Regions from separate parts of the Mus musculus genome. Here regions 1 and 2 are each linked to region 3. The links are chromatin contacts, called in public HiChIP or PLAC-seq and promoter capture Hi-C maps. All regions are on one chromosome and are shown on one strand. The core of a region is the stretch at or near the end of the contact, and the rest is flanking DNA. Distances in the headings are between cores, read along the strand shown.

What was found. HiChIP or PLAC-seq counts read pairs in DNA pulled down with a chosen protein or histone mark. Capture Hi-C pulls out chosen DNA fragments and counts their contacts.
Region 1: an HNF4G HiChIP or PLAC-seq map of pancreatic cancer cells shows a contact between it and region 3. The contact joins the promoter of Usf3 here to the promoter of Tigit in region 3. A contact is called at or near these places in 1 of 39 promoter capture datasets (the 3T3-L1 cell line) and 2 of 115 datasets of contacts at active chromatin or transcription factors (memory CD8 T cells and pancreatic cancer cells).
Region 2: a promoter capture Hi-C map of adipose tissue shows a contact between it and region 3. The contact joins the promoter of Zdhhc23 here to the promoter of Tigit in region 3. A contact is called at or near these places in 6 of 39 promoter capture datasets (the 3T3-L1 cell line, embryonic stem cells, hippocampal neurons and 2 more) and 1 of 9 other capture datasets (adipose tissue).

Annotation. Positions count from the first base shown.
Region 1 is chr16:44,171,452-44,174,670 of GRCm38.p6, reverse strand. Usf3 (upstream transcription factor family member 3) reads right to left here and starts at 1,274. Exons shown (of 8, transcript NM_001029889.2): 1 at 1,161-1,274.
Region 2 is chr16:43,978,351-43,981,182 of GRCm38.p6, reverse strand. Zdhhc23 (zinc finger, DHHC domain containing 23) reads left to right here and starts at 1,374. Exons shown (of 5, transcript NM_001007460.2): 1 at 1,374-1,724; 2 at 2,007-2,275. The coding sequence starts at 2,133. Gramd1c (GRAM domain containing 1C) reads left to right here. Exons shown (of 17, transcript NM_001359085.1): 17 at 1-833. Gm46552 (a long non-coding RNA gene) reads right to left here and starts at 1,310. Exons shown (of 2, transcript XR_001781930.1): 1 at 945-1,310.
Region 3 is chr16:43,662,574-43,665,462 of GRCm38.p6, reverse strand. Tigit (T cell immunoreceptor with Ig and ITIM domains) reads left to right here and starts at 1,279. Exons shown (of 4, transcript NM_001146325.1): 1 at 1,279-1,439. The coding sequence starts at 1,376.

The DNA.
Region 1 (3,219 bases), core at 25-2,524, 510 kb before region 3:
AACTTGTCTTTACAAGGTTCACTCTCTGGAACCATACAATGAAATTAAGAAAGGAAAAAAAGAAACCCTCAAGGGATTGGATATGTTTTCAATTTTGGGTTGGACCACTTTTATGTTCATTCTGGGTCACAAGTGGCTGTTGGCCTTTGGCATGCTTCTTGATACAGCTTTCATTCACAACTCTTGGCTTCTCAATGAATCTTCCTCAGTTTGCAACAAATACGTTGTGTATTTCCCAAGCAAATGGAAACATAGTATCCATACAGCAAGTCAAGTGTTCTGAGGGAAAGGAAAAGGTCACCGAGGAAACTGTCGGCCCTGCAAAGAGCAGATCTGACTGGCCATGGGGAAAAGCTACTGCAGGGTCCACTTACTCATCAAAGTTTCCTTTAAGACTCTGCCACTGTTACCCATAAAGTCGGCCAGACCTATCATGTTTGTTAATTCACTCAACTTAGTGGTAAAATGTTATCTGAACATTAGTTGGTTTTGGCAGTTAGTTTTTTGTGGTCTCTTATCTACAGATGAGGTCAATAAAAGCAAAAAAGACCCCACAGAGAGAAGAGAACTCTATCCCCAAAATGCCCAACCTCAGCCAAGCGTCCAGAAACCTCATGCTTGTTCAGGAAATTTGAAATCGGACAAGAATGCCATTCGCATGGACCAGTGCTATTCAGAAGCAAAAAGATGGGCTTCTAAAAAGAAAACGTCAGCCTAACTCTCCGACACAGAGGTGAAAGTTACAAAAGCAAGCAGCGAGTTTGACGAGTGGATCAGAAGGAAAGTCAGAAGACAAGTAAAGAGATGGAAGGGATGGCAAAAGGTGAAGGAGGCTAGCAAAGGCCACCCGGTGGGGACCTGGCTGCCCAGCTCTTTATGCACCCAGGACAGCATGGGGCCTCTGTCCGCCGGCGCGCACCGGGAGCAGGGCGAGCTCCCTCAGGCCTGGCACCCAGGGTGCGAGCATGCCGGAGTGAAGAGAGCGATCGCCCCGGGATAGGTGGGGAGTTCTGGGGACCCCAGGAACGAGGGGCACTCAGCCTAGCCCTCACCTCCCGCGGCTAGGAGGGGGTGGGTGGAGCTGAGCCCGGGGCCGCCCCCCGGAGCCGCCCCCGCAGCCGCGGTCCCGGCTGTCAGCGCCCCCTCCCGCGGCCACTCACCCGCCGGTGACGCGCTCCGGGCCACGGCGGCGGCGACCCCCGCCTGGGTCATGGTCCCAGGAGCGGAAGGCAGCGGTGTCTGGCCGTCTAGGCGAGCCTCTGGGTCCGCGGCCGCCCCCTGCTTCTGCGGGGCTGGGGGAGCGCGGGCCCGGGCCCTCCTCTCCCCCCGCCCCCGCCGCCTCTCCTCGCGGCCACCGCCGCCGCAGCGAGCCCGAGCCCTCGAGGCCGGAGACCCGGCGGCAGCACGGCCTCAACTTTCCCAGCCCCCCTCCCCCCGCCCCTCCCGCCCCTCCCGCGGCCGCCGCTCGGCACGCGCACAGCCTAGCCTGGATGCGCCTCGCTCCCGCCCCGACCAACCGGCCGGCCAATCCGGTGCTGGGGAGGCTGCCACCGTGGCCAGTCAGAAGCCGGGATTCCGCTGCGCTAGGCTGGAGGGCGGGAGGAGAAGGAGGGAAAAGCTAGGAGGGAACAGGCCTCGGGCGGCCCAATGACCAAGGCCGGGGGGCGGAGGTGTGCAAGTTGGGTTGAAAGAACAGGAAATATTCTTAAAGGTAGAGTGACAGGCAGAAAGGAAAGCCAGTAGGTGGATGAGAAAGAGGTGGGCCTGGTTCCTTAAAGGGGACGCTTTGAGAAGCTAGGAAAAAAAAAAAAAAAAAGAGGTTTTTAAGAAACTTCCTCGCACCCTGTTCTGTATTATGCTTATGGCAGCTTTCAATGCAAGCGTAGAAATGAAAAAAACTGAAGAGGAGGAGAGTGGCAAAAGATAGACAAGTACCTTTAGCCTGGAGGGTTAGAAGGTGGTAAATGAAGGTGGAAAATCCAGTCCTATGTGACTTCCCTCAGTGCACTATCTTTGGATATTGGAGACTGCAGGAATTCGTATACGGTGGACTCTTGACGTCCTTTATTTGCACGAAGCCCGTTTTCAGAAAGGTTCTGCAGTCCCCTGCTAAGGAAGTGAGTGCGTGGCTTTGGGGGATGGGATTGGAACCTTAAATTTAGGCTACTAGACACCCTTATTTAGGACCGGAGACCTCAGCGTCCTCTAAAGTGCCTTTGGAGCTCTTGAACTATCCAGCTATCTTTTTCTAGTTTTGTTTCATTTCACAAGCCCGCCTCCCCGAGACAGGTGTCTGATTCTCCACCTAGTGGTGGTGAAAGATTTATGAGCTTTTCACAACCAGATATAGCCAATTGGACTGGAACGCAGGGCATAATAGAAATACTACTTGAACCTATGTACAGTAGAAACAGACCTTGCATTGAGAAAAAGGTTAACAGTAACCCCGTTTTATGTTTCCTCCGCACTTTGAAAATCTGTGATAAAATAGGCCCTTACTGTTACTTCAAATTTGGTGCTAATAGGCAGTTTGATTTCTTTTTCACTTCCTTGTCCCATCTGGGCCAGGCCAGTGAGTTTTTTTGTTGTTGTTGCTGTTTTTCGAGACAGGGTTCTCTGTGTAGCCCTGGCTGTCCTGGAACTCACTTTGTAGACCAGGCTGGCCTTGAACTCAGAAATCCGCCTGCCTCTGCTTCCCAAGTGCTGGGATTAAAGGCTTGCACCACCACCCACCGCCCAGCTTGCTAGTGAGTTTTAATTAACTTTTGAATACGTTTGTCATTCCCTAGTCCCTAGCAGCAGAGACCTTAGGATCAGATCTGTAATAGTAATACTAATAATACATCCATGAATCTATAATGTTAATATATGTCCAGCTACACGAAATCATTTCGATGTCAGTATAAATATAAGGTTTTATGGGTAACACATATCAAATCCGGGCTACACGTAACTTCCTGAACTATAATAAATTAATTCTAATTTAAAATAAAAAAAAAATTTGGCCAGGCAGTGGTGGCACATGCCTGTAATCCCAGCACTTGGAGGCAGAGGCAGGCAGATTTCTGAGTTCTAGGCCAGCCTGGTCTACAGAGTGAGTTCCAGGACAGCCAGGACCGCACAGAGAAACCCTGTCTCAAAAAAAACAAAAAACAAAAAAACAAAACAAAAAAAACCCCTATATATATATATATTGGAATTTTGTTGTTTGAGACAGAA
Region 2 (2,832 bases), core at 125-2,624, 320 kb before region 3:
ACCCATGATAGAGGTGGCCCATCAGGTAGAAAATAATTAATCACTTTTCAGTAGCAGCTAACTTGTCTTGCTGGCAAATTATAAGCTGGACACAAACTTGCACTCAGCAATAAAGACTGGGGGGCATGCAAGCTGACCGGAGTTGAGAGGCGCAAGCTTGGGCTCTCGGGAAAACCACTCAGGCACTTGTGTCAGCACCAGTGGTTTGTGAAAATAAGGACTTGGCGACTTGACTTGAAATTAGCTGCGTCCCCCGGGATTTAGGAAATGTTCAGGACGTATTTATTGTTTTGTTCTCTAGCTGTCTTTCTAGAACACGCACATATATTTATTTTTATTGAATATCCATTGCCTTTAGTCAATGTTTCCTTTCCCTCAGTGTCACCAAAGCCAAATGTCATTGCTAACAATGTTTTTGAGACGCCTGTAGGGAATAAAAATACTGGCTAAAGGGAAGGGTTTCTCTTCATGAATCCTAACTAATCTCCCTGGGGCAGGGGGCTTCGGAGTAATACCTTCTGTTCTGTTCTGTTCTGTTCTGCTTTGTTTTGTTCTGTTCTGTTCTGTTCTGTTTTGTTTGTGATAAGAACATAGGAAGTCTCTGGCTGTGAGTTTGAGTGACTGGATTAGAAACTTCAGATTGTTAAATTTAGAAAAATGTTAACTGTCAAAGTGAATGCTTTTGTGGTTTCTCTTAAAGCACTTCACCATATACCTCAAAGATTACCAACGTCACTTTGTAGATAAAACACTAAATATGTACGTAGAATTAATGAGATCTTAATCTGTTATGTATGGATTGACTTCAATAAAACCGGAAATGTTTAAGTTGTCGTTTTTTCTTCTGTTTCTGCTTAAAACCAAACCAAAACCTAGAAAGCCTGGGGTAGGGAAAACCTGTACGTAGGCCCATAGTTCTTACAGATTTGTGCTGCAATACAAACCCAGAGGGGACTCTCTTGGGCAATTTCATTGCAAATGTGCAGACTACTGAATCAAAAGTACCACCGAGGCCTGGCTGGAAAGCAGCTCCATCCTCCAGGACTCGCGAGCGAGAACAAGTTGGATAAGCCGGGCTTGGGGTCCACAGCGGGCCTCAAGGGAAGGCGGGCGACTCGTGGGGTGGCACCTCTGAAGGCGGCCAAGGTGCGGATCGAACCCCAACGCCTGTTGCCGGCGCTGGAGGACCGCAGGCGACCGGCGGAACTCTGGCGGCGCGCGAGCGCCGGGGTCCGATCCCGCACCCCGGCGGCACCGCGAGGGCCCCGGCGCAGGTGCGAGGTGGCCCGGCCGGAGCGCGGCGGGGGAGGGGCCTCGTGGGCAGGCGGCGCACGTGCGGGCGGCGGGATCCCGGCGCCGGGGGCGGGGCACCCGGAAGCGCGCGCCGACCTGCGGAGCGGCGACCGGGGGCGACTGGCTCGCTCGGCAGGCGCGCGCACCGGCGGTGCTCACAGGTGGGCGACTCCGCCCGGCACTCCCGAGCCTGCCGTGCGGGGTCGCAGGCTCAGCCGCGCCCAGGGGAGTCGGTCCTCCTCCCGGTCCCCGCCTCTGTCGGGAGGGCAGGTAACTTCCCCGCCAAGGTCATTCTCCAGGCCCGCCCACGCCCTCGGAGCGGCGGGTTCGGAGTGGGCTGGACGGGCGACCTCGGGGCTGCTGGGGCTCCTGGCATCCCCGGGCCGGTGGGTGGTTGCAGCGCCAGGGCGTCGCTGCCTGCACCTGCGAGGGTGAGTTTCCACGGCGCGCAGCCTTGGGGTGGGGACAGCCCGGCCCTTTGAGCCGGCACCCTCAGGTGAACTGGGCCGCCCTAGCTCTGCTGTCCCGGGCCGCGTGGTCGGCTGTCGCCATGGGAACGGCTGGTGCCCAGATGTTGCTAGCCTAGCTGGGAAGGGGAGGGGAAGGTGCTCAGAGCCCCAGAAGTCAAGGAACCCTCCTGTCAGGCCACGCGGAGCCCGAAAAGCCTGATGAAAGCAGGACCCTTCCCCCCTTTTCATTTTTTTATTGCTCAGGCGTTGGCGTTAATGAGAAGCAAGGATGTGTTTACAGGATGTGAGTTGAGTTCTTGCCACCTTTACCTTCTGTGAGCTTCTTATGCCTCATGGTGACAGGTACAAATCCGTACACTAAAGGGCAATATGAAGCCAGTCAAAAAAAAGAAAACCGAAGAACCTGAATTGGAGCCCCTGTGCTGTTGCGAATACATAGATCGAAATGGGGAAAAGAACCACGTGGCTGCCTGTTTGTGTGATTGTCAAGACCTCGATGAAGGCTGTGACAGGTAAGCTTACAGTTTCCAGATGCTGACCCCACTGGTTCTGTTGAGACCTACATATGTATATATATTCCTTCAGGTTTGCCGTCCAGAATGCTGAGGTTTGTTCTTGCTATTCCAAAGGATCTAAAATAGAGGATTGGTTTTTTGCTGTCAGGTGTGAGGATTTTAACAGTTTTCATTTTAAAGGATCATGGAGGATAGTAGGGTAGATTAGATGTATATAAGAACGCAATCCAGCACACACACTGCAAGTTTAAATGGACACTCCAGAAAGTTCTGTATTTTCAGTGATCTTAGTAGGACCCATGCATGGGGTTGTTCTCACGTGGTCACATGAACTTGAAGGGTAAAAGATAGCTTCTCTGTTCTCAGTTCACCCTGTATTTCCAGAGAGAGAGGCCATGTACACCTTGTGGGGAGTGACTGTTTTTCTGTGTGTAGCAACACAGTCCTGGTTGGAATATTGTCTTATCTTTGGCCTTTACTTTTACCACAATCTCAGCGATGGAGATTGCTATCTAAAAAGAGAGTTTTTAACCTCTGTTAAAACCAGTTTGTAT
Region 3 (2,889 bases), core at 30-2,529:
GTGGTTTTTCTGTCCAGGTAACCAAGTTTGGCAACTCTCATCATGTCTAGCCCCAGCATTTTACCCTGAATACATATTGGATCTTACTGTTTCTTTGGCTAAAAGGCATTCAGATGTTAAAAAAGTGGTGGAGAGGCTGGCTTTGGTGGTGGTGCATGCCTTAAATCCCATCACTCAGGAGAGAGAGGCGGGCAAGAAGATCTCTGAGTTTTTAAGCCAACCTTGTCTACAGAGTGAGTTCCAGCTCAGTCAAGGCTTCCCAGAGAAGCCCTGCCTCAAAAACAAAACAACAACAACAAAAGTGGTGGAGATGTATTTTTTATGTAAGCCTTGAAGGCTGTGGAGAAGCTGGTAAGTCAAACACTGTCTACAGGTCTAGAGGAGGGGCCTAGGGTGCATGAGTCACTGTGTAGATTTGTGAATGAACAGAACCCAGGATGGGGAGGAAGCTGATCAGAGACAGAGGGACCCTGCATACAGAAGAGAGGGACAGAGGCCTGGCTGTTGAGAATCATTTGTGCACTGGTGGGATGGGCAGGGCATGAGGCTTTGGATGTCCCCTGGTGAGAATAGAGATCTTCAGGCTGTACATCATGGGGCATGGCCAATACAGCTCTGCCAAGAGCCCAGGCGATAGCTGACGGTGTCCTCTCCATCTCCTCTCCCAGTGGCTTTACAGAGACGAACTTTGGTCAACTCTTGAGCGCTGAGCAATTCTTTGCCGACCCTCGTCTCTTCAGAGCTTGTAGGACCTTTTAAATGAAGGAAAGGATGGAGGGAGAAGGGGAAGGAGAGAGAAAGAAAAGATGATGTCCTAGTTTGGTTTCTGTTGCCGCTGCCCTGACAAAAAGTAACTTAGAGGAGAGGGGGCTTATTTTAGCTCACAGGGCCAGGTTACAGTCTGTTACTGTGGCAGGAACTTGAAGCAGCAGGGCAGGGCAGGGCAGGGCAGGGCAGGGGAGGGGAGGGGACTGACTCATCAGAAATACTTCTTCAGAATCCTGTGCGTCACCTACCCTTGAATGCTTTAGATAAAAGTTGGTGTTTCAAAAAGTGCATCAAGAGAACTTAAAAACAACAGATCGGCTGGCTACCCAAGTAGTCAATATACGAGTTGCCCAAGACCCGTGTATCTCTAACCACATGTTTTATTTGTTTTTACAGTGTGTTTCCTTCATGGCCTTTCTTGTGGCTCACCCTATGTGGCTTTGTGTACTTGTTAAGAAAACATTACACGTTTGACACTGCTCTTACCTAAGTCAGTTTTTCCGAGACCCTCTTTTCACCAGCTTGGTTTCACCTTACAGCTGCAGTGAGCCAGTTTCAGTTGGAGGAGAGGCCACATCCACTTTGCTGTAGGCCTCTGGTTAGAAGCATGCATGGCTGGCTGCTCCTGGTCTGGGTCCAGGGGCTGATACAGGCTGCCTTCCTCGCTACAGGTAAGGCTTGCAGACCTAGCAGAGCAGAGACACCTAGCTTGGCACAGACACCAGGATGCTCAGGTAGAGAAAGCTCTAAGTATATGCCTAGGCCTGTATGTATGTCAGCTTCTGTGTATGTATGTGGTTCTGAGGCTCTGTGTGACCACATGGTAAGAGGCAATCGCTGAGAAAGGGATGCATACACGTTTGGGATTGCAGAGGAAGGACTTCATAGATCCTCTGGGTTAGGGACTCTGACTGGACAGCTGTTCAAGAGGGAAGCTGGGGAATAGACTAAGATTGGGAGCCAAGAAATCTCCTGGAAACCCATTTCTCTCCTGCTCCATTTTCTTTTCTGTTTCTGAGGAACTCCTAGAACAATGTTCCAGTTAGTTCTCTGTTGGTCAGAAATACCTGCTTCTCAGATTTTCATAGTCTACCACTAATATGAGAGACTAAATTCTGTTGTTTCTATTCTATTACAAATTGTAGATAAACATTTCTGAGGGAAGGAAACAAAATATTTAGAGACTATACTACAAATTAGTTTAAAGGCTGAACTTATAAGACTGAAGGTAGAGAGGAGCCAAGGTGGGGCAGGCTGGTAGGTAGCAAAGAAGTTGGCTTCATCTAGGAGAAGGCCTTTCTTCCCCTCTTACCTCTCCTCTACTGTCTTCCCTTCCTCTCCCCTCCCCTTCCTTCTTCTCCCTTCTTCCCCTCCCCTTCCCTCCCCTCCCCTCCCCTCTCCTCCCCTCCCCTCCCCTCCCCTCTCCTCCCCTCCCCTCCTATTTTCTATGTTTCCCTCCCCTTCTCTTCCCTTCCATTACTTCTCCTTTCCCTTCTTTCCCTCTTTCTCATTGTCCTCTCTTCCCCTTCCCTCTCTCTTTTGCTTTAGTTTGTTTCTTTGACAGATACATGGTCTTTCTATGTTTCCAAGGCTGGTCTGGAATGCACTATGATCCTCCTGCCTCATCCTCCCATGTACTTGGATTAAAAATATATGCTGCTACTTCTGGCTGAGAAGTAGATTCAAGTTTCCTTTCTCTGTGTTCTCTCTCTCTCTCTCTCTCTCTCTCTCTCTCTCTCTCTCTCTCTCATTTTCCTGACATCCCAAATGCCAATCAAATAGCCCAGTTCTATTTTCAAAACATAGGGCTAGACACAAGGCTAGACTGCTGGAACCTAGAGAGAAGTACAAGATATGTTGGTGTCGGGCTGATAGTCTAAGTGGGAAAGTTAAATAAGTTCATTGAAAGCAATCAGCCACCTAGCCAGGAAGCCGAGCGGAACATCCTGAGCGGACAAAGTGCTAGAAGCCTTGTAGTAAGAAGCCAGACATCTAATAAGACAACATTTAATAATACATCGCATGCAGGGGAAAAGGAAGGGCTTAAAGCTAGGGTCCTCAGGTAAGGAGGAAGCACAGCTCTGACTGATGGGTGAGGATGAGGCAGGTTGGCAGGAGCAA